4 separate regions of the Mus musculus genome follow, and all the other regions are linked to region 3. Evidence: chromatin contacts called from public Hi-C and HiChIP or PLAC-seq data. All regions are on one chromosome and are shown on one strand. The core of a region is the stretch at or near the end of the contact, and the rest is flanking DNA. Distances in the headings are between cores, read along the strand shown.

What was found. A called contact is a pair of places that touch in the nucleus more often than the background predicts. HiChIP or PLAC-seq counts read pairs in DNA pulled down with a chosen protein or histone mark.
Region 1: a contact with region 3 is called in an H3K27ac HiChIP or PLAC-seq map of bone marrow-derived dendritic cells, with 4 times the contacts expected there. The contact joins the enhancer-like site here to the promoter of 1700001G11Rik in region 3. A contact is called at or near these places in 3 of 39 promoter capture datasets (embryonic stem cells, hippocampal neurons and liver), 1 of 484 Hi-C or Micro-C datasets (bone marrow-derived macrophages), 9 of 115 datasets of contacts at active chromatin or transcription factors (the 230-238 cell line, bone marrow-derived dendritic cells, bone marrow-derived macrophages and 6 more) and 3 of 9 other capture datasets (embryonic stem cells, liver and macrophages).
Region 2: a contact with region 3 is called in an H3K27ac HiChIP or PLAC-seq map of microglia, with 5 times the contacts expected there. The contact joins the enhancer-like site here to the promoter of 1700001G11Rik in region 3. A contact is called at or near these places in 7 of 39 promoter capture datasets (the 3T3-L1 cell line, the C10 cell line, embryonic stem cells and 3 more), 1 of 15 datasets of contacts at CTCF or cohesin (the NIH/3T3 cell line), 15 of 115 datasets of contacts at active chromatin or transcription factors (the 230-238 cell line, bone marrow-derived dendritic cells, bone marrow-derived macrophages and 11 more) and 4 of 9 other capture datasets (adipose tissue, embryonic stem cells, liver and 1 more).
Region 4: a contact with region 3 is called in a Hi-C map of CD8 T cells, with 5 times the contacts expected there. The contact joins the promoter of Ppp2r2a here to the promoter of 1700001G11Rik in region 3. A contact is called at or near these places in 2 of 39 promoter capture datasets (liver and pre-B cells), 3 of 484 Hi-C or Micro-C datasets (B cells, CD8 T cells and the G1E-ER4 cell line) and 1 of 115 datasets of contacts at active chromatin or transcription factors (memory CD8 T cells).

Annotation. Positions count from the first base shown.
Region 1 is chr14:66,844,693-66,850,481 of GRCm38.p6, reverse strand. All of the region lies in intron 3 of Dpysl2 (dihydropyrimidinase-like 2), which reads left to right. Among named protein-coding and RNA genes, the nearest start is that of Gm5464, 21 kb to the left of the region's middle. Within about 2 kb of position 3,886, at least 203 of the 459 cell types and tissues checked have an H3K27ac peak or open chromatin away from gene starts, as enhancers often do. A contact at or near this core is called in bone marrow-derived dendritic cells, bone marrow-derived macrophages, hippocampal neurons and 3 more, where this site is marked.
Region 2 is chr14:66,809,370-66,815,625 of GRCm38.p6, reverse strand. Dpysl2 (dihydropyrimidinase-like 2) reads left to right here. Exons shown (of 14, transcript NM_001378767.1): 9 at 39-195; 10 at 530-671; 11 at 2,330-2,500. Among named protein-coding and RNA genes, the nearest start is that of Gm5464, 56 kb to the left of the region's middle. Within about 2 kb of position 3,200, at least 21 of the 459 cell types and tissues checked have an H3K27ac peak or open chromatin away from gene starts, as enhancers often do. A contact at or near this core is called in bone marrow-derived macrophages and microglia, where this site is marked.
Region 3 is chr14:66,293,152-66,299,032 of GRCm38.p6, reverse strand. It overlaps 1700001G11Rik (RIKEN cDNA 1700001G11 gene), which reads left to right and starts at 1,904. Exons shown (of 3, transcript NR_038077.1): 1 at 1,904-2,224; 2 at 2,889-3,078; 3 at 3,447-3,706. It overlaps Trim35 (tripartite motif-containing 35), which reads right to left and starts at 2,008. Exons shown (of 6, transcript NM_029979.3): 1 at 1,484-2,008. The coding sequence starts at 1,963.
Region 4 is chr14:67,068,477-67,074,199 of GRCm38.p6, reverse strand. It overlaps Ppp2r2a (protein phosphatase 2, regulatory subunit B, alpha), which reads left to right and starts at 1,729. Exons shown (of 10, transcript NM_028032.3): 1 at 1,729-2,110; 2 at 3,891-3,965. The coding sequence starts at 2,104.

The sequences.
Region 1 (5,789 bases), core at 2,637-5,136, 550 kb before region 3:
GGCAGCCCGAGTGCCACCTTCTTCACCACCCTGGTGGGACATCTCTCCTGTGGGACACAGCCTCCAGCTTAGGGAGAGAGTCAGCTATCTTAGATCATAGGAGAAAGTACATATAAGTCCCGGCTGTGACGCCTGGTCATTCTGTCCCTTGAGGATGTAGTGAGCTGGATGTCAGATGTAGATTGTCTTTGTTACGGTTGTTTCTTGGGTGGTGCGCTGAAGAAAGGGGGCTTGGCGTTTAGCCAGGGCTGAGGTCACCTGTGTCGTCCCACACGTGAAAATCGTGAATACATTTTCTGTCTGTACAGATGTGCTTATTTGGGGCACTTCATGTAAGTAGAATCATAATCTCGGTGCTTTTGCCGGTGGCTTTCTTCCTTCATTGTGTCGTTTTTAGGGTTCACCTGCGCTGTGCTGTGTGCCCCGACCCTCACCCTCAGTGCTAGGATTATCAGCATGTACCTGCTCAGCTGACAACTTGGGTTTTGAACCGGTTTTGCTCATCCTGATGTGATAAGTTCAAGGTGGTACAGAGAAAACAGGTGTATTATTAGCTGGGTCGCCCCCGGAATGTTGCTTGCACAGACAAAGAAAATACAGTTCTTGAGGCACTTTCTCAACGCAGTCCTTAAATATTCAAAGGGACTGATGGAAGAAAATAGTTGCTAGAAAGAGAAGTTTATTGAAGTGACCAGTTTGAAAATATGTACTAGGGCTAAAAGCTTCTATAATAAGCCATAAGTGACCAATGGGAAAATATAACTTAAGTATCCTTTTTACAGTAGCGACATAAAATTAATGATGTTAAGAACACAATACTACATATGCTGCCTAAGAGAAAAGTTTAGTAAGGGAAAAGAAATGCATCGTTCATAGAAAAACTGCATGCTGTAAAGAAAGCTTGTTCTGCAATTACTTTCTATAGACTCTAAATATCAAAAGGTGGTTCTCAGCAGTTAAGAACGTATATTGCACTTGCGGAGGACCCGAGTTCAGTTGCCAGCACCTATGTTTGGTGGCTCTTATCTGCATGCAACTCCAGGACAACCAACACCCCCTGTGTGTACCAGGGCTCATGTGCAGGCACTCTTCCTGCTCCAGACAGGTGTACACAAACACACACACACACACACACACACACACACACACACACACACACACACACACAGACACACACACACACACACGTAAAAATCTTAAAAAGAAATCTCAAAAGCTGCATGTGTGTGTCTGAAGGTCAGGTGGGAGATTAAAAACGATGGTAAGAGATGAGAATGCTCCAAAAGGTCATGATAAAGAGAGACAGGAGATCACAACTGGGTAGATACTAAAACAAACTACAAAATGGTCATAGTTAAAATAGTATATAGCACTGCCGGGCAGTGGTGGTGCACGCCTTTAATCCCAGCACTTGGGCGGCGGAGGCAGGCAGATTTCTGAGGCCAGTCTTTTCTACAGAGTGAGTTCGAGGACAGCCAGGGCTACACAGACAAACTCTGTCTCAAAAAACCAAAAAAAAAAAAAGTATAGCACTGTTACTGGATATATCAAGTCAACCACAATGAATGAAGTGACTGGTTAAGGAACATGTAACTTCCTCTCTAGGAAAAGGTAGTGTGTAGTCATTACAAACTTCTGTGGAAAACTGCTACTCTGCTGGATGTCTTCACAGTGTATCTGTGGGAGACAGTCTGGTCTGTGTGGCCAGTTGGGTGTTGCTTTCCCTTTTGGGTCATGGGCTTTGAACCCAAGGCCTTGCACCTGTTAAGCACATTTACCAGTTAAGTACAAACCCAAACTCTCTTTACCCTCAATTTTACTTTCCTAATTTAAATTTATTAAAAATTTAATTTTCAGAGGAAAAGTGGAAGGAGTTGGTTCGCTTTCTACCATGTGGCCCTGGGGACTGAATAGCCATTAGGCTTGGCAGCCAGTTTCTTTACCTGCTGAGACACCTTACCAGCCCTAATTAGGTCATTTTTATTTTATTTATTTGTTATTTGTTGCCTAGAATGGTCTTAAAACTCATAGGCTCAAGAGAGCTTCTGCCTCACTTTCTGAATTCTAGGACTATAGGCAAACACCATTGTGTCTAATGGATCCCCTTCCCCTTTATTTTAACGAGAGAACTTTCGTGATGAACAATTTATCTACTATACTATTTTAGCACTGTATTTAAATTATATTTATGTGTATGGATGGGGAACAAGAAAGATCTTTTCTTCTGCTGGTTGGATAAATTGCGTGTGTGGTTCCCCTCGTTTTTTTTTCAGTTTTCAGGTGCTTTTGCGTTTGAAGCTGTGCTTCAGGTCTGGGTTTCCCTGTTGTTCCTGAAAACCGGGAGAGCATATTGTGAGCCTGTATTATTGTGAGCGCATACTTTATTTATGTGTGATGGGGTGCTGATGGGTGTCCCCTGGAGGCTAAGCAGAGGCCCCTTATCAGGATCCAACAGTGTTCGTTATCAGACGCTGTCCAGATTGGCTCATCCCTATTCAGTCTTTCTAACCAACTGGGGACAAAACACGCCCATCGAACCGTCATCCCCAGTGGAAAAGGGAGACACTGGCCAGTGCAGTGGCTGTGTCAGGCTCCAGTGAGGCTGTGATATGGTTTGTGCTGGACTTTTGAATTCAGTCCAGGTTCCTAGGAAGAAAACACCCCGCCCCCTCCCCCACCCCTCCTTTTGGCTTTAAATTGAGCCCAGTCAACAGATGACCTCACCAAGTCTTCCTTCCCTGCTGGACTTCGTTTGGAGGGGATGTAAGAGGCATTGTGCAATGTTGGAACAAACAGGGGAGGCCAGCCTTTTTTGTTTTTGTTTCTTAGTTTAGCTCCAAGCCCAGAAAACCGATCTATTCCTGACTGTACAGGGAGCCAGCCGCACAGCAGCTTTTGTGTGAGGGTGGGATGTACTGATCGGCTCCTGTATGCTCTGTGGTTCGTATTTGAACTAAGTGCTCCTTTCTTTACGGTAACCATGCATTATCCGTAAACTATGTCCTCACATATAGGTGTGAGCACAGTACGGTTTGTTTCAATCCATATTTTCACAGCCGAGTCACTGTCATCAGGCTGTAGTGTTTCTGTGTGGACGTCTAGGGACACGTACACATGACCCTTCTCCTTGACTGGCACATTGTTCTTTCCTGTTATTGTCTGTGGCCTTTGGGTTTCTGGGAGTATCCTGACCCAGCTTTGCATAAGTAAATGTGTGTGTTACTGTTAGTCTCTGCTAAGGGGAAGTCTAAAACCTCAAGTCTATCCTTGGATTGTCTTCTGGACAAGGAACCTTTGCAATGGAAACTGAGGTAATCGCATTCTTTGTACATAGAAGCCTTATAGCATATGGCTGGCCTGCCTGCCTGCCTGCCTGCCTGCCTGCCTGCCTGCCTGCCTGCCTTCCTTCCTTCCTTCCTTCCTTCCTTCCTTCCTTCCTTCCTTCCTTCCTCCCTCCCTCCCTCCCTTCCTTTCCTCATTTTTTCCTTGCCTCCCTCCCTTCTTCCTTCCTTTCTTCCTCCTTTCTTTCTTCCTCACTTAACTCCCTCCCTCCTTCCTTTCTCCCCTCCTCTCCTTCCTTCCTTTCTTTCTTTCTTTCTTTCTTTCTTTCTTTCTTTCTTTCTTTCTTTCTTTCTCTCTCTTTCTTTCTTTCCTTCTTTCTCTCTCTTTATCTCCGTCCCTTCCCTCCCTCCCTCTCTCTTTCTTCTTTCTTAATTTCTTGCTCTCTCTCTCTCTCCCCCTTTCTTTCCTTCCTTCTTCTTTCTCCTATGATGTTCTATCCTGCCCCATAATCTCTTATTTCTGGCCAGCCAGCACCCACTCTGTGGTTCTGTAGCCCAGGGCAACTGAAAACTGAGACAAACAGAGGAAGTGTCATGAATGACATATTTCTCCAGCCACCTCATCTGGCCAGCCCAGGCATTGGCTGGCCCACCCCGTGTCACCATGCTCAGTGTTGTTGGTGCTCACAGCTCAATCTGGTCAGGGAGGGTGGACCTAGCCTCATGAGGAAAATCTTTAGGCTGTCCTCGGTCCACAGACTTATCACATCTCTTGATTCTTTCTGTAATTTGCTCATTGTCTAGAATTTATTTCTGGCAGACTGTGGTGAAAATTGGGAAGTGTCTTCTATTTCCCTTAAGCTGCCCAAAGGCCTCTATGTTGCTCAAACACGGGCCTTACGTGCATGCATGAACTTCCATATACATGCATATACATTCACTCATGGGCATGGGCACGTGAGAGCACACACACACACACACACACACACACACACACACACACACACCCCTACACCCCTGTGGGCACATATACACATGGGAAAGGGAAAGACCCAGGCATCCAGCCAGCCCAGGCTTCCTGTGTCCCTAGGGGGTTTGAAGTAAGCTTTGCTCCAACACTGTCAGCCTGCTGTGCAAGGGGCTGATGGGGAGATCTCTAGGAAGCTCTGGGATCAAGTTGCTTTGGTTTTTATTGGGATGACAGAGAGCCCTGCTAATGAGGCCAGTTTGTTATCTGCCCTGATTGGCAGCTTTCCCCACATCTGAGTCCTCTTAACATTGGGAAGTGAGTTTACCTGATCCTAACACTTTCCATATAGGGGTGCTTTTTGTTTTGTTTTGTTTTGTTTTGTTTTGTTTTGTTTTGTTTTGTTTTGTTTTGTTTTGTATCCTGGCGTCCCTGAGTGAGTAGGTATGTGTGGTGGCGGGCAGTGCAGGGAATTTCCGCAGGAAGTGAGAAGCCTCCTTTCCTGACAGCCCTCAGAGGATCTCTCCGACTTAGCCACTTGCCCCATAAATAGGACAGCCTCGTCTAGTTCCTTGGGTTTTTGTCTGTTTCTGCAGAAGCCTGTTCCTCTGAGGGCATGATTCAGAGTTCCAAGTCTTTCTTGTGGTGCTGTGGCCTTGGCCTTCCCTCCGCACAGCCTTTATCCAGTTCCTCCTCACACCCTGTTCTTCCTCTGAAACTCCCTGCTTGAGGCCACCCTCATTCCCATCCCTTCCCCTGCTGATGGGGTGCGTGGCTGGTCTCCCCAACAGGAGCTTTACGCTTTAGAGACCACAGCACTGGCTGGGAATCACATGAAACAGCTTCCTGTTCTCCCGTGTTACCTGCTATTTCACAACAGCCCTGCGTGCAGTGATTAGAATAATGTCTATTTTACAGATAAGAAGACTGAGGTCCAGAGCGGGTCAAGGACCTTGAGGTTCTACAACCAGTGAGAGAAGTGGTACTGGGCTGCAAACCCAGGCAATGTGGTTTGAGTTTCCCACATAGATGCTCTTGCTGTGCCTCTTTTGCAGATGGGGAAGTTGAGGCACTGAGGAGTTAAATAACTTGCTCAGCTTTCTGGACCTCATCAAGGGTCGTGCTAGGATTCAAGGCCAGACCTGTGACTTGTCATGTCCCTGTTTCCTGCAAGCTCAGAGTGCACAGTTATAGCACTGGTCCCCAGACATTTGAATGAGCAACTATTTCCTTCCATCTTTTCAGATGAGTGAGCCCCCGTGGTCTGAGGATGTGAGAGCTGGTGAGTTTGAGGGCTTTCGGTGTCTCTGAGAGCAGGTTGCTGGCAGGGCTGGGCAGTCACTTCTCCAAAGCTAGAGGAATTCCAGGCTTGACACACCCTTTGGAGTCAGAGTGTGTTTCTCCCTCTGGTGAGGGGATGTGAACTGCTGTCAATGTGGCTTTTGTTCAGAGTCTGATCCAGAGTGCTTGTCAAATGACAGGAAACAGGAACCTCACCCCTCCCTCAGCCAGTGACTTCAACTTTTCTTAGAGAAACCCTA
Region 2 (6,256 bases), core at 1,951-4,450, 520 kb before region 3:
TTAGTGTGTCAGACTGAGCCATCTGTGCTCTTTTTCAGGAACTGTGGTGTATGGTGAGCCCATCACGGCCAGCCTGGGGACTGATGGCTCTCATTACTGGAGCAAGAACTGGGCCAAGGCTGCGGCCTTTGTCACCTCCCCACCCTTGAGCCCCGACCCAACCACTCCAGACTTTCTCAACTCGTTGCTGTCCTGGTGAGTACCGCTGACTCACTCACATCCACACGCTAGAGCAACTCAGAGCAAAATGAGTCCGTAGGTGACGGCACGGTGGTGGCTGAGAACAGGCTTAAAAACAGACCTTTATTGGCCGAAGTTAGGGTCGCTAAGTGAGAACAAGGAATCAATCTGTCGCCATCTTGGGTGGGACTTCCTGATATTAACCTGGGCCATTCTGACCAGTCAGCTGAAGGAAGGGTCTGAGTGAGCGCCAGGATGGTGGGCAAGACGTCATCTGTGAAATGTCTCACCAGACAGATGGAGGTAGGCTGCTCAGCAAGGAAGCCTCATGTCATGTGTTTCCTTCCAGTGGAGACCTCCAAGTCACTGGCAGTGCCCACTGCACCTTCAACACTGCCCAGAAGGCTGTGGGGAAGGACAACTTCACCTTGATTCCCGAGGGCACCAACGGCACTGAGGAGCGGATGTCTGTCATTTGGGATAAAGCTGTGGTAAGGACTGATGGCCTTCCTCGTGGCTGGCCCATGCATGCCCCTGTCGCTGTGGGTGTGGGGCTAACGTTGGCCAGTTGAGAACATTCTAGAAACTAGAACTTGGAAGATGATATTTCTCCTGAATGGAAATCCAAGATGAGATTCCCTAAAAGCACATTTCCTTCTAAATATTCCTGCATCAAGGAGGAAATGGCTTCCTCAGTCCCCTGCTGACCTTCTCAGTCAAGAGTCCTCAACTCCGGTTCCTTGAGAGTGTGGCTGAGGACATCAAGGCTTGGTATTCAGACCCACCGTGGGCTTCTGCTCAACCTGTTTTGGACAGATACTGATCTTGGGGATTTGGAAGCTTTTTTCCTTCTGATGTTTGACAATACAGTAACAGTATTTAGTAACAGTAAATCAGTGGGTTTCCTGATTCTTAGTGAACTCTTACATCTTGTGAGTGAACATCACCTTGTTTCAGAGGAAAGCTACAGTGAGTGGGGAGTATCCTCGGGCTTTGCCAGCACTTTGTGTGCACAGCAGGTCAGCCTGCTGGTGACATTAGCATCACACACAGTGTCACAGCCTGTCAAAAACAATTCCTAACATCTCATGCAGCGTTCTTAAATCCACAGGAGGAACAAAAGACTTATTTTTATCTCCGCCCCCCAACCCCTGGAGACAGGGTGTCTCTGTGTGGCCTGGGTTGGCCTGAAACTGGCAATGTAGATTAGGCTGACCTCGAACTCACAGAGATCCATCTGCCGCCGCCTTCCCAGTGCTGGGATTAAAGGCGTGGCCACCACACCCATGGAAAACCTTGTTTCCTCCTAACACCAACAGTAATTTGTCTCTAATTCTTTGACTGGACATTTGTGATGCTCCTAATTTTTCTTTTAACTGAGATGCATATCCGTAGAGACATATCCTTGGGTATATCTTTAATTATGTTTGTAGGAGAAGTTTCTGGAAGTAACTTGGGCAGGCCAAGGGGAATCTATTAAAGACTGAATTTATATTGTTAACATAATGCAAAGATTACATCTGACACAATGCATGACACTTCTCGCTGGGTTTTAGGAGTAGAACCCCCAAAACACTATTGAGTTGGTGAATTTTGTCTTTGTTATTTGACATTCAATTTCTTTGGTTGCTGATTGGGTTGAATTTTTTAATATGCTTTTTTGGCCATTTAATTTTTTTCTTCCTCGTAGTGCACACTCATATCCTTGGTCTCCTGTGTTTAGAATGGAAAGATTTCAGGAAATGATTGGCCCTTACCTTGGAAAGCCAGATGCTGGGTTGAGACTTACTGACTAGAAGCCCAGACCTGTTGGGAACTTTATTGAAAGGGAAATCCCAGGATGAATTGCATGCCAACATACCTTCAGCTTTCTGACCCTATCCATGTATGTGTGTGTGTACTCTGTACCCTATCCGTGTGTGTGTGTGTGTGTGTGTGTGTGTGTGTACTCTGTACCCTATCCTTGTGTGTGTGTGTACTCTGTACCCTATCCATGTGTGTGTGTGTACATGCTCTGTACCCTCTCCATGTGTGTGTGTGTGTACTCTGTACCCTCTCCATGTGTGTGTGTACATGCTCTGTACCCTCTCCATGTGTGTGTACATGCTCTGTACCCTCTCCATGTGTGTGTACATGCTCTGTCCTGCAGGTCACTGGGAAGATGGATGAGAATCAGTTTGTGGCTGTGACCAGCACCAACGCAGCCAAAGTCTTCAACCTTTACCCCCGGAAAGGTCGCATCTCGGTGGGATCTGATGCTGACTTGGTCATCTGGGACCCTGACAGTGTGAAGACCATCTCTGCCAAGACACACAACAGTGTAAGGCTTGCCTGTCTTGAGTAGACATGTGTGCTGCAGGCAACAAGAGACAGGGGTTCAGGAAACCTCAATCGGATAGGAGTAAAGTTTCCCCAGGATGTATTGCTAACTTGCAGTGTCCCAAGGGCCAGACTGGCCCTATCACTTTCTTTATTGAGATCCACAAGACTAAGACTCTTGGGCACATTTCAGAGGCAATAGCCGCTGTCCTTACACCTTTAGGGTCCCTAGAGCAGAGGTTTTTTAGCCCTTGGGTTGTGACCCCTTTGAGGGTTGAATGACCCTTTGACAGGAGTCACATATCAAATATCCTGCATGTCAGATATTTAATTATGATTCATAACAGTCGCAAAACTACAGTTATGAAGTAGCAATGAAAATAATTTTATGGCTGGGGGTCACCACAACATATTAAAGGGTCACAGCACTAAGAAGGTTGAGAGCCACTGGCCCAGAGTGATTTTAGGTCCTCAGAAGCTTCTAGAAGTCAGTCAACACTGTGTTGTCGTGGTTTGTGTGGTGTGTTTACTGCAAGGGATCCAGCTAGAGCAGCCAGTGTCTGTTCCCGAGGCGGCATTGGGCACTGCCATTTCCTGTCAGTCCTCTCTCAGGAGTGATTGACCGCTATGCTTCTTGTCCTAAAGGAAGAAGAAATAACCCAGGTTAATAGGTCACAGTTTAGGAACTACAGAATTTGGGGAAGCTTGTGGTCACAGAGCTTGCAGATGTTAGTATCTGTTAGTCGGTTAGCATGCTGGCGTTTCAACTGAGAACCAGGGATTCACGTGTTCTGCTAGTTTATAGATTCAGTGAGCCCAGAGCTATCAGACACCCGCAGCTCCTCCCAACCTAAAATCCTGACAATCTAAAATCCTCTCTCTTGGACAGAAGGTTTTGGGTGGGGTATGCTGGGTTCAGTGCCAGCTTCTTTGGTACCTGTGGGCGCCTTCATGGTGGGTACTTCGTGGGGAGGGAGATGGCTGGACTCCATATTTATAACTGGTTTTGCCCTGCCGGTTCAGCAGAGCCTTAGTGCCAAGCCGGCTTAAATTTGTACCATCCATCTTGGGCTCCTCAGTGGCGCCCTCAGGACTGACCTTTCTGTGCGTATGCCTATTATTTCATAATCCTCCTCTTAATCTGACCTTCTCACTAAAGGGTCCGGTGTGATTATCCTAAGTGAGAAGATAAATAACCTCGAGGTGCAGAGAGCTTAAGTGACCCGTCTAACGTTACATAGTGATCTTGCGGTCGAGCCAGAATTAGAAGCCTTAATTTTTCAACATTCTTCCCTCCCAGACTGCGTATGCATGTGCAGGGTGGGGTGGGGAAAGTCCTGTCCCTCTTCTGTAGTGTCCCCTCCCCAAAAGGGCTGCCATGGCTCATCAAACACACAGGTGACCGGGCTGCTAGGTGGCATTGGGACCTCCCTGCCTGGATGGACGAGAGAGCAGGGGAGAGTGAAGGTTTGGGAAGACAGTTGCTGCTCACATGACATTTTTCTGGGGGGAGGGGGTAAAATATGGCAGTTTTTATTTATTTCTTCCATGGCAAGACAAACAGAAAATCAAATGGTTGGCATTGGGTATCATCACCCTGAAGACAGAGAAACAGAGAAATTCAGAAAACTGTACAAGAATCAACAAGAAAAAATCCTAGCATAAAGAAAGGAAATAAACGCAAAAATTCCACAGTTATGTACTGTTTTTTACAGACAGGAAAGGGAATATAGCATAAGTTTACATTAAATTCTCTAAATTCCTAAAAAATAAATTTCTGGGGATTTATACAGCTTACAAACGCAACTATAAAAGTATCAAAAGCCTTCTTCTACATTTTCATAATGTTGGCATAGGATGTTAGATGTAATCTGAGGAAATATGATCACATCGCATTTTTATCTCACTCTGTTCCGGGCAGTATCCCGCGCAGCCCTGCCAAACACCTCATTGTCTCCCCCTGCTGTCGGGGCTGGCGTTAAGCATGCCTGTGTGACACTGCCCATCTGGTGAAGTACAAACAAGATTCTAGGTTCTGTCTTCAGTGTGGAACAACCGAATCCACAACCCGATTGCTAATCCTCCCTTAGGATTTTCCAGGATTCCAACTTGCTCTGTAATTTTTGGAAACGCATGCGGGTGAAGTTGAAATGTCCGTGCTTTGTGGTGGTTGCAACCTCCCACCTCAGCAAACGGCAGGAGCTCTGATATCACATCTTTGAGCATCTTTAAATCACTTAGAGCAGAGGTGTTCAATCTGTGAATTTCGACTCCTTGACAGGGGTTGCATATCTGCTATGCTACATATAAGATGCTTACATTACAATTCATAACTAGCAAAATTACAGTTGGGATGCAGCAATGAAAATAGTTTTACAGTTGGGGTCAGCACAACATGAGTCAGTGTATTAAGTGTCACAGCCTTAGGAAGGTTGAGAACCACCGACTTAGAGTCATGGTGCTGCTTCCCTCTGTATTTTAAGGGAGAGGGGGACATCGGTCTAAAAGCCTTACCACCAGCTCCCTCCTAGGTCACTAGCCCCAGTTTGTGTGTTATCCAAGGCCTTGGGTACCAGGGGTCAGTGCTCATGCAAAATGCAGGGATCAGCCAGCGGTGGACAGGGGACTGGGTGCTTTTGTGACCTGTATCCTTTCTGATGTTAGGGACGTCAGAGAAGTATGTAAAGTCACTTCACTGATGGATGGCAGGCCTGGGATGAAAGGGACCAAGGTCAAGGCTGTGTTTGGAGATGAATTGTTAGTGATGAAGTGATAGGGAAGAGGTAGGCTTCGCCTTTATCTTAGAGGATGCTCACCCCTTTCCAAGGTCATTTCAGAGGAGACTGGATCCCCTCACCAAAGGTTCTTTTTGTGTCGGTGCCACACCACATGTGTCTTACTGAGGAACCGTAAGTACTCAGGCAGGCTTTAAGTGACACGGTCCACTGTTATTCAGTGCCCATCTTTTGCCATGTCCAAGACAAATCCAATCGTGCGGTACGTGATGAAGGACAACACCTGAGATGAGGTCTTTAGTTGGGGACTGGGAAAAAAAAATAAAGGCAGAGCTGGCATGTTCTTCGTATGGGATCAGGGAGATGAAGATCTGTCCTTGGGGAGGTCGTGTGAAAGATCCCACTATGCCTCTGCTTCAATATTTCTGAGTTCGAGGCCAGCCTGGTCTACAGAGTGAGTTCAAGGGTAGCCAGGGCTACGTAGAGAAACCCTGTCTCGAAAGACCCTCCAAAAAATGGCCATGGGGGCGAAGGTCTCTCTTGAGACTCTGAACTGGAAACTGGCGCCCATACAGGCTTTAGGTTTAAATTCCCATTGCCTGGGCGGGCCTCACAGCCTTGAGCTGAAAAGGCTGTGTGGGATACCTCAGAGGTGGGTGGCTGCATCCCTTGGGTACTCCCTGGAGAATCTGGCTCCCTCTGGCTATTATGTTTACACAGTCAGCTCTGGTCAGTGGCAGATGTGAGACATGATGGCCCCCAGCATCTTAGGATTCTCGTGAGGAGCCGCTTGCGTGTAGCCACATCTCTCTACTTCTGTTTACGGCAACCTCCCTGTTTCTCTGTGGAGTCTCTGAGCTGTGCTGGCAGCAGTCCTTGCACTTCCCGGGCAGTGCTCCTTTTCCACATGGGAATGCATGCTGCTCTGCCCTTTCTCTGTCCCTCCCTCCCCCAGCCGCCGCTCCAGAGAGCAGAGATGACCTGTGACCCGGTTGTTGGTGTGGCTCTGCCCTCTCACAGAG
Region 3 (5,881 bases), core at 655-3,154:
CCTTCTGGCCTCACCTGGTGTCCAAAGCTTCCTCTCTTCTAGAATCTTCTATATGCTGCAGCATCTTCTTGCAAAAACCTCCCCTCACCTCCTTCACCTGGTTAATGCCTCTAGGTTCTTTAGATTTTTGCTAGAAGCTCCCAGAGAGTGGGAATTATTACCACCTATCTCACTTCCAGTGTCCCTCGGACCTCCTAATCAAAACGAGGCAGCCAGCAAGAACAGAAGGCAGTCTCCAGGCCCACACGCTCTCTGTCCCCTGGATCACAGGCCTTCGGTTGATGTTTTACCCCATTCTGAGGACACCACCCATGCTAATCAGTACCTTTGCTAGCCCAGGGGAATTCGAACCAGGACCTAAACTTCTAGGCTGTCTATTTCAGCTATGCCAAATAAGAGATCTAGCACTAATGAACGAGGGAACAGGCACTATGAACCACTGCTGAGCTAATATGATGGATAACTGGAGGAACGTGGATGTAGACAGCACCCATCTGCTCTGCTTCCAATCTGTATGGAGCTGCCATCAACTGCTGATTCTCAAAAAAAGACATTTCACCAAGTGGAGAAAGGGCGTCTGAAGATCAGGCCCAGTGGGCTCTTACAGTACCTCCTTTTCACTATGTCAGGCTTCCTAGTGGCTAACCCTGGGCCCTCCCAACTGTGGGTCTGACCCGTGTGTTAGTGGCTGATGAAACAAATTTAGCTGTTTCAGTACATCAATGACTTTAAACGAGAAAAGTAACAAGATACTGCCAGAGTAAAATGGACATTTCAGAAACCCTTTAAAAAAAGAAAAATCAGTCAATATGTCAGTATGAATGTTTTGGAAAGCAATGGAGCATGCATATCTAAGCGATTAGGTCAAATTGTTATCGAAAATGTCTGCCTTTTTTTTTTTTTTTTTTCTGTTTTAGAACAAAGACTTTTTCACTGGGCCTGGTGGCACAAGCCTGCAATCTCAGCCACTCGAAAGGCTGAGGCAAGCAAAGAAAAGTTCAAGGCCATCCTGGCTAATTTAAGAGCTTGGCTCAAAATCAAAAGTAGGCTTGGGGTGCAGCTGCGAGGTAAAGTACTTGCCTAGCGTGATCTCCTACAGCCCCGACACCCACCCTTCCCCGCCATGCTAGTTTTGCTGTGTCAGCTGCTCTTGGTTTAATTATAACCACTGGAACTCCAGATATTTGGATACTAAGAGTAAGAGGAGCAAGGCAGCAGGCAAGCGCCACAGGCCTTTCTTACGGCTCTGTAACCCGTTGATCAAGGCACTGCTGGGCAGGGGAAATCTCAAGGCCTTAGAACTCTGCTAGGTCCTGGCCTCTTCCATTTCTAAAATGACCGCGCCAAGCCCAAATGTCTGCAGACCATACTATTCCCCATCGTTGTTCAGATTGGCCTGGACCGGGGGCAAGATGGTTGCTAGGCCTGGAGGAGGGGGAGGGGCAGGCCGGGGGTCCCCAGGGCGGGCTGGCGCGGTGCTCACCCGGAAGTCTTGCGCAGTGTCCTTGATGGGCTGCACACGATGCTCTTGGTGCCGGGCGTCGGCCTGGCAAGCACAGCACAGCAGCTCCTTGTCCTCCAGGCAGAAGAGCGTGAGCGGGGCACGGTGCGCACGGCAGGGGCGCGGGGACCGGCGACCGGTCCAGCGCGCGCCCTCAGCCTCCTCGCGCAGCAAGGTCTCCACCAGGTTGTTGAGCGTGTGGTTGGTGCGCAGCTCCCCGGGCACCGCTCGTTCCTTGCACACCGGACACGAGGGCGTCGTCTGCACCTCCCAGCAGCCGCTCACGCACCGGCGGCAGAAGTTGTGGCCACAGCGCAGAGTTACTGCGTCGCGGAACGGGTCGTAGCACACGGCACACAGCAGCTCCTCTTTGAAGGAGCGCGAAGGCCCCGGGGACACAGAAGGGCCCGGCTCCATCGCAGGAGCAGCCGCCGTCACCACCACCGGTGTCGCCGCCTTCATGCCTAGCCTGCGGGCGTTGTCCCTGCTGAAGATCTGGGAGCTTAAGGCGGCTCCAACCAATCACGGATGGGCTTTGAGGGCGTGGACCCTCCCACTTCCGTCTTGCGCGGGGTCTCCCAGAGGAGGTGTGGTCCGCGATCTCCGTTAGCTCCAAGGCGGAAGGATCTGTCGTCCCACTGCAGTGTCGGGTTTCCGTTGTCAAATAGGAAGTGAAGCCACGGGCCGCCATCCTTAAGCAATTCCCGCTATCTCAGACTCCTGGTATAGATGGGAAGGGATGTCCATGGCTTAACTCCTGAGCTCCCTAGGTGGGGTCTGAACCTGGGCCCAAAGCAGTAGGGGGGGGGGAGGTCATGCAGCACTGGGAATGGTTTCTCAAAACCCTCACATAGGTCGTCCGCTGACTTTGGTCGGGCTTACTGCCACCTCGAGGTAGCGGGAAGACCTGAGGAGTTGAGATTCCCGGCTTGTGGTTGGATAAATGAGTTCCAGTGTAAAATGGTGGTTTCCGTGAAAAGGACGTGTGAGAACGAAATTAATAGGGAAGCATGCTCGTGGCATCTTCATTAAAGTCAGGGTGAGAAAGTCGTGATGAACATGCTTGTAATCTCAGCATTTGGGAGGCTGGGGCAGGAGGATCAAGAGTTTGAGACCAGCCTGGGTTACACAGGGACACTTAAAAAAAAAAAAAAAATCCACTTTGGATTCTGGCAAGAAAGGCAGTCTGAATGTTCCCAGCTGCCCATTCCTAGTTGATATTTGTAACCTTCCGCTGCTGTCTTACCCCAACATACACACTAATTCAGCAAGGCACTGCAGATTTGCAAATTCCTTGGGATCATATGAAACAATTTTTAAAAAATGCACTAGATAAACAATTACAAAAGGCAGTGTGTTTGGGTCTCTTTCCTATTCCTCTTGCCAGAACCACAGACGGGATGGTTTATAAAGAATAGAGGTTCCAGAGGCAGGGATATTCAAGAACTGTGTGCCAGCCTTCCTGCTGCATCTTGATGCGATAGAGAGAGTCACATGCCCAGACAGACAAGCCTGCCTGCTCAGATCTCACTTCTTCCTGTAAAGCCACTGGTGGTGTTTATGGAAAGTCCATGCTGGTAAGTTTTGTCAACTTGACGCAAGCTGGAGTCATTTGGAAAGAGGAAACCTGAAGGGAGAAAACATCTTATGGAAGAAACCATCCATAAGATGGTTCTGTAGGAGGCTTGATTGATTTGGGAAGGCCTAGTCCCCTGTGGGCTATGTCCCTCCCCCCATGCACTCCCTCAACCCCCCCCCCCCCAGGGCAGGTGCTTGTATAAAGAAGCAATCTGAGCAAGCCATGAGGAGCCACCTGTTAAGCAGTACCCCCTCCATGGTGGCCTCTTCAGTTCCTGCTTCCAGGTTCCTGCTTTGAGTTTCCCTGCCTTGGCATCCCTCAACAGACCATGACCCAGAGGTCTTTTGGCCATGGTTTCTTTCACAGGAATAGAGCTAACAAGGACTGGGCTCTGCCCTCATCGCCTCATTTGAAGAACCTCCTTCTACAAGCCTCATTTCAATTAGCAACTCCAATTTAAGGATTGAGTTTCCAAGGCATGGACTTTTGGGTGTCTGCTGAAACCCTGGCAAAGAAGGACGGCATGCCTACCTCCCTTCTAGCCTCCCCTCCTCTTTCTCTCTCCTCCTTTCTGTTTAAAGCAGAGATCAAGGAATAAAAGCAAGGATTGTTCTATGGCATGAAAAGGCAAGGCCTTACTATGTGCTGTCTACCAGGAATCCACTTTACCTGCAAGTGTTTAAGTAGCACAAACAAACAAAGAGAAAAGGCGAGTGCTAATTATTAGTATGGTTCTGTCGATATCAGGTGACAGAAAGTATTACAGGCAGGAGAAGGCCCAGTTCAGCAGGAGAGTTGCTGATAGCATCTTTAAACACAGGCAGCTGGAGCTGCAGAGTCAGCAGAGCTTATTCATCAGTTGCCAGGGAAACCTGTAAGGAAGAGAGAGTAGCCTGATCCTCTCAGTGAAGACTGCATGGCTTAGACCTTTTCTAAAGCCTGGAGTCTGCAAGGGAGGATGAAGGGTGCTTAGCTGCTCTGAATTAAGTCAGGGAGGCCATCCCTCACAAGTGCTGTACAGTACAAGTTGTAGAGAGAATCGCATTCTGTATGGAAGAGTCGCCCGTCAATAAAACTGCTATTAACCTATTAGCTTAGGCAGGAAACAGGGAGGTGGAAGGTCCAGTTCAGAGGAAGGATTCTGGGGGAGAGGAAGAAAGATTCAGCCCCAGACATAGATGAGATAGATGGTCACAAGTAACTGAGGACCAGGTAACCAGTCACGTGACAGAACTTGGAATAGAATAACGGGATGGTTAAGTTCTAAGCTAGCCAGGGAACGACCCAGAGTATTTGGCCAAGGCATTTGTATGTAAATATATTTAAGACTCAGAGTCATTATTCCAGGAGCTTGGGACTGGGAGGGAAAACATGAGCTTACAGAAAACATGCTATAGTAGGTGACTAGGGATATACCAGGGTAGGAAACCACCTGCCTCTGGATCGACTGGGCTGCAGACATCTTTGATTCAGTCTGTCATGTGTATTATTTATGATCTTTTAAACTATAAGTACACATAAGGCCCCCAAGGTTAGTTATGAAGCAACTGGTCTTCCCTACCACTTCGGAAAGTGACAGTGCCAGCGCCACCCTTCTTGTCTGGCTAGAAATCAAGATCCTGTGTCAAAAACAAAGAAATGAACAACAACAACAAAAAAAAACTATTGGTTTATGATGGAACTGACCCAAGTCACATATTAGAGATGTCACATAAAAATTTACATTCTTACTCTTACCTTTTTGCATTTAAAATTTATAGTTGTATATTATACACAATGTCAAAACACATTAATGATTCTTTGGGGGGGGGTGTACAGCTGGGCAGTGCCCAGTATGTTTTGTTGTTGTGCAAAGCCCATTATCTACAAATCTTTTCATCTACACATTAACCAACTCCCTGCTTTCTGCTCCCTAGAAACCTCCGTTGTACTTTTGTCTCTATGTACTCGAGTACTCCAGTTCCCTTTTGTAAGTGGATGGATGCACACTGCATTTTCCTTTTGGTGACTAACCTTCCGCTATCACTGAAACATCTCACACATAGACAGATGGTGACAAATGGGGGCACCAGGAAGAGCAGAGCCCCAAGGACACCTCAAGGTTTGTCCCTGCTCCAGTCCATTTCATCATTTCCCCCATTTTCATATAAAGTCCCTTGCAAGTTTAAATCACATTCTATCCCCTTGTGCATCACTGAAAGGTGTGTTGCTTCCACTTCCTGGCTGTTCAATGCAACTGTGAATATGAGTGTACAGAGACCTCTCTGAGACACTTTTTTTCATTCCTTGGAGTATATGCCCCAGAGTGGAATTACTACTGATATGCATTGCCCCTTAGATTTCTGAGTGACCACCACGCTGCTTTCCAGTGGGGACATGTTCTGACTGTTTATATCTATTCTGTGCCAACACTTTTACTTCCTAGGTTTTTTTTTTATGTCATTATAGCCATCTTAATGGAGTTTTTCTTTTGTCTTTTTGTTGTTGTTGTTGTTGTGGGTTTTGGATTTTTTTAAAGTTCCCCTAACCATCAGCAATGCTACCCTCTTTTCTATGTTTGTCACTGTTTGGATATTTCCTTTGGAGAGAATCTGAACCTTTTGTTCCCTTTTAGGGGACGACACCTGAGATGCAGTTCATTCAGCCTGGCCTTGAGTTTGCAGTGTAGCCTAAGCTGGCCTCGCGCTCCTAATCCTTCTGCCTCATAAGAGCTGAATTATAGAACACAACACCACACCAAGTCTGCCCAGTTTTCAATCAGGCTATTGGGCTTTTAGTTGATGTATAAGAGTTCTTTGTAA
Region 4 (5,723 bases), core at 480-2,979, 780 kb before region 3:
CAGGATCTTGGGATACCAGCATGTGCTTTGATATACAGTTAGGCAACGTAGGTAGCTATATCTCCTTTTTGCCAGAAGTGAGGGAAATGACATTTTTGGTAGAGGGCCCCTGGCTTCACAAGTTCCTGAAGAATGCTGTTTTTTTTTTTTTTTTTTTTTTTTTTTAATCTAACTTCCAGAAATCCTCCTATAGTCCAGGCTGAGCTCATTTCTGGATATTTGAACTGCCTTTTGCAGTTTGGGAAGTTTCCTTTGGACCTGACACATTTTGTTGTTGTTCTCTTTCCTCCTCCTCTTCCTCCTGTCTTTCTTTCTTTCTTTCTTTCTTTCTTTCTTTTTTTAACTGTTTTAAGATGAGTACATTGTTGTTGTCTTCAGGCACACCAGAAGAGGGAATCAGATCCCATTACTGATGGTTGTGAGCCACCATGTGGCTGCTGGGAATTGAACTCAGGACCTTTGGGAAAGCAGTCAGTGCTCTTAACCACTAGGCCATCTACCCAGCCCTCCTTCTGTCTTTCAAGACAGAGTTTCTTTGTGTGGACTTGGCTGTCCTGGAACTAGCTCTGTAGACCAGGCTGACCTCCAGAAATCTGCTTGCCTCTGCCTCCTTCCCCTCCCTCTCTCTAGGAGGAGAGCTTGGCACTACTAAGAAAGGGCATTTGACCTAGTTAAAGGTGAATAGGAAAGGGGGGGGGGAATGTCAGAGAGTCTGACTGGAAGAGGCTACATTTAAATGGATTTATTTTAATTTTTTGCATGTGTTTGATGTATGTATGTTAGGCAGAGTCTTCTATAGATAGCCCAGGCTAGCCTCAAACTCAGCTGTCCTTGAACTCTAGAACCTCTTAAATGAATACAAGCGCTGTTGAGATTATAGGAATGTGTCACCACGGCCAGAAGAACATATCTTCCTCTTCCTCCTCCTCCTCTTTTTCCTCCTCCTCCTCCTCCTCCTTCTCCTCCTTCTTCTTCTTCTTCTTTTGGTTTTTCAAGACAGGGTTTCTCTGTGTAGCCCCGGCTACCCTGGAACTCACTCTGTAGACCAGGCTGGCCTTGAACTCAGAAATCCGCCTGCCTCTGCCTCTCAAGTGCTGGGATTAAAGGTGTATGCCACCACTGCCCAGCAGAACATACCTTCTTAATCATTGATTTTACCACTTTTATCTGAAAAGACCTTGGCTACTTTTTGCGGCATTCACAACATCCAATTTCTGTGGCGAGCTATTCTTAACTGCTCGCAGTAGCCAAGGGCTCTAGTCCATGGGAAGGTAACCTAATTCACCCAGATGGAACCAGTCCAGTTGTGTCCTTCTGGGCTCAGTGAACTCTCACCTTGGGCAGGCAGTGGCAAGTATGCATCACTCTCCCTTAATTTTGGTGCCTCCGGGGCTCACCCACAGGGTCACTGGAGCAACAAAAGGGGTATTCTCTCGAGAGGGCCAGCTCACCATGTGGTTGAGCATAAGTGAACATATGAGGCCATCCCAAAGTTCCGGCCTTGGCTCTACGGCTTGGGACAGTGAGAGGTGCAGACAGGCCAGGCCTTGGCCACTTGGGCACCGCGGCTTGGCACATCCAGCCCACAGCCACAGCAAACTAAGTGCAGCTCTAGCTCTGTACAGGGACCTTCTCAAGGATCCTAGCGGGCGGGGCGGGGCGAAAGCAAGACAAGAAGGAGGCGTGGCTAACACAGCACGACCCGCCCCAAAGACGCTCCGCCCCCTCAAGTGACGTCACCGGCCAGCCAGCGGGCGCCATTTTGAAAGTGGAGTCGCCTGTCCCTGCCGCCGCGGCCGCCGTCGCTGTCCTAGCCGCCGCTGCCGCCGCCACTACTACCGCCGCCGCCGCCGCTACTGCCGCCGCTGCCGTCTCCACCGCGAGAGAAGGAGCACGAGACGGGACGCCCCTGAGTGAACGCCACCATCCTGCCGACCGCTCCACCCGGGCCGCTTCCTTTCCGCCCCGGTCCCGGTCCCCTCCCCCCTCAGGTGCCATCCGCCTCCATCCGCGCCCTCGATCCCCCCATCCCCAGGTGTGGGGGCTGAGCCCCGGTCGCGGAGACCCCGACGAGCCCGGCAGGGTCACCATTTGCAGCGCGACATGGCAGGTAAAGAAGAAACGGCCCTTGGGCGGCTGACAGGGTGCCGTGCCGCTTCCTCTGCGCGCTCTCCGTCACCCCCTAGCGACCGTGGTGGCGGGGCCTCGGCCTGGGGCGCTGGCCGAGTGTGGGGCGGGCGGGCGGGCCTGGCACTGAGCTGGGACTGTGGGGCCTGGAGGCCGGGCCCGGGGCCTGGCACTACAGGAACACGGCACGGGTGCGTTGGGGGTGGGAGACGGCGTGGGTGGGGCGGGTGCAGGCGTGCAGATGGGTCCCCTCTGCACCCTGCTCCCTCCGCTCTTCCTTACATATTCATTCCTCTTCCCGGTCTACTGAGAACCTTTCTGTAGAAATGTATTCTGGACCGATAAGAAGGAAGACAGCTTTGCAAGTTAAAATACAATGGAGGCATACCCCCACCCCCCCAACTCACGGTCACCCCCCCCCCAACCCCCAGCACCACACAAACATTAATGGGGTAGGTCAGGTTTTGAGGGTGTAAGCCTGAATTTCGTTTTCGATTTTGCTCCCTTCCCGTGTCTTATTTTTTTGCCACTCACGAATGCTAAGCCTTTAATAGAAGTTGCAAGGATTGGGGTGGGGGCTGGGTGGGAGAGAAAGGTAATTTAAACTTTGCATTTTGCACGGTAGCGTTTGGGCAGATGTCCTTTTCCCAGAAGGGTTTCTTGGAGTTAAAATAGTTGTGGAGTTCGCCGATATAAATAGCCAAAGGGAGAGGGATTTTATAAAACCTTGCTGAGGGGGGACGGGGGGGGTGCGGGGGGAGAAAGCCTGATTGAGAATAATTTAGCAAGGAATGGGTAAAGGAAAAGCGAGGTTTAATGTCGTTTGAGAGTCGGTTATCTTTGTACAATTTAGTCTTGAAGCCCTTCCTCTCATAGAGTAATTCTGGATTGAGATTGAGTTTCTTTTCCAGAAATCCCGGGGTGCCCCCATCCCCCCATTTCCTCTTCAGTGCTGAGCAGTGAGTGTCGGAGATTAAACCAATTTTCCTTTCTTTTCAATATTTGCATAGATAATAGAACCTTTAAAGAAGTTATGCTGGACTGGTTTACAGTTTGCTATATAAACAGGCTGCCCTTTGACCTTGCTGAACAATGAAATGATAATTGGAACTGTATTGTAGGAGATGAGCAACGAATAAGGTTGCTTTTTTCTGGGTCCTTTGGATGCAGTAGGTGAATGTGGCAGGAGCAGCCTCCTTTGACCATCTCTTCCCAGGCGTGCATTTCCGCCCCTTTTCCTCTGTCTGCAACCAGTGATTTGCTCCTAACGAATGCAAAGAAATGGGTGTTGTGTTTGCTTAGTCCACATGAATCATCCTCTCAGGCAGTAATGTTCCCGAAGTTTTCTCTTCGTTCTATATTTCATGGTAGTTTAGCCTTATAACTCTTTTGTAGGCCTTTTGTACATTTAAAGGAAAACTAACTTTGGTGCTTTGGTTGGTTTTGTTTTTGTTTTTGTTTTTTCCTGGTAGGTTTTAACTTGAAAGGTTCTGACTGTCTTTAAGGAGAGGGAAAAGTGGAAGTGAGGTTTTAAATATCTGTATGATGATAATTACTGGTAGGCTGTATGTCTTTGGATATTTCGTACCTGCAGACTTGTTTTTAATACACTACCAACTATTGGAGGCCAATTTGGTTCCAAATCTGTGGGCTCAGTGGTAGTTACATAGGGAGTTATGATGCCAGCCTCGGGAACCATCTCTGTGTTTATAAGCGTAAACAGAACAGAGCTCAGTTTTAATTGCTATGTTTTCTTCTTCCAGGAGCTGGAGGAGGGAATGATATTCAGTGGTGTTTTTCTCAGGTGAAAGGAGCAGTAGATGATGACGTAGCAGAAGGTAAGACATTTTAACAGTGACGACTATCGACTTAAAAGTCCTGGGTGCTGAAGGAACTCAGTGTTTTGTGTTTGCTTTCTGAGAGGTGGGATGATAGCTTTAAAAAAAATCACCTTTCTGAAAAGTCTGTATATCTTCTTATGTCTTGCTTATCTTTTTTTTTTTCATTGAGTTAATGAAGTAGATGTCCAGCAGTCAGTGCTCTAAGGTTTGTGTGACTAAGGTGTCTTTGTTACATACATTCTACATATAAATGACTGGTCTTCATGTTTATGTGTTATTTTTCGATAAAACAGAGAAACAGAGGCCAGCAGCTCTTAGCTCAGAACCGCTCCCAGCAGCACCTCTTACTCTGTGGGGGGCTCTGGTTCTTTTGAACTCCACTGCTTTGGGATGTGGCACTGGTCGACATGGCTGCTGGTCCACATGATTCACTTTACTGTGCTGCAGGGATTTGTGCGTGTGGTTAAGACAGATAAGATAGAACAAATTACTGTGGGGACTTTTTTTGAGATAGAAACTTGCTAATTTATTTCAGAACGTATCTAAAGTTTTGAAATGTCAAGGTCTTGCGTGCAGTCTGAGGTGATCTTTTGTGATAGAGACAAATAATCTCAAAAGGGATTCTTTGCTCAGAAATATTTAATATAGTTTGTGGACTCTGTGTGTGTATGTGTGTGTATTTGAGAGGGAGAGGATGTGTGTGTGTCTGTCTGTCTGTCTGTGTCTGTCTGCCTGTCTGTCCCTAGCTGGCTTTGAATTTGCTATGTAGACTAGGTTGTTCTTGAATTCGGAGATCCATCCGCCTGCCTCTGCCTCCCCAATAAAGTTAGTGGGATTTTTCTAAATAGAAGTCAAAGAAGAGTATGTATTTCTGGTTGTCTGAAAATGTGTACCCCTTTCTTTAGGTGTGGAACCTTTCCTTGTGGTTCTCCTCTGCTGCCATAGAGTGCTGTGCTGAGGATTTCTTTTCAGGTGGTGGTAGGCCAAAGACTGTTGACTAGGAGATGCTTGTGTGGTGACATTTGTCTCCAGTGTGTGCGTGGTGTGGTGAGTCCTGTAGAAAGTCATTGGCACACTTGTGCTTCCAGCCTCTGTTACCTTTGTTTTCTGGTGGTCCTTATTCCTTTCTCACATGAGAGACTGGAAACTTGGAAAGAATTAAAGGGTTTAGAGTGACTCAGTGATGGTCAATCGGTGCTGCTTTTCTGTGGAAATAAATCCTGTGTTGGAGGGAGGAGTCTCGAATTCCTGATTTTGTAACTCCATTACCTGTTGAGTAGTAGGCACTCAGGTATTGGATCCTCGGTTCTGTGCGGTTGTGTAATACTTGGCATGTTATGAAAGTGCTCTCTACTTGGAAAACATTTCTTGGTTGCACTGTTTATTCCCTTATCAAACAAAGGTCTCCTGAATGTTGAGAACGGGTGTGTGGTGTCTAGAACATAAGCTGTCTACCCTTAAGAAACTCTGTTTACTTCTTGTTAATCATGGGGAGAAAGAAGACTTCACTCAATCAGAAGAAATAGATTTTCTAAACTGAATATCAATTACTTAACCAAAACAAGTGATAGTTTGTGCTACTTCACACATATACAGAATATATGTGATGGATCAGTTTTAATTCTTCCTTGTATGTCAGTTCTTACTAGCTTCACTTTGCTCCCTATTGATTAAATAACTTCCTAGGGTATATGTAGTGACAGTGTGCTCCTACTTGGAGTGCGCGCTTCAGAAAGAACATAACTTGTTAGTGCT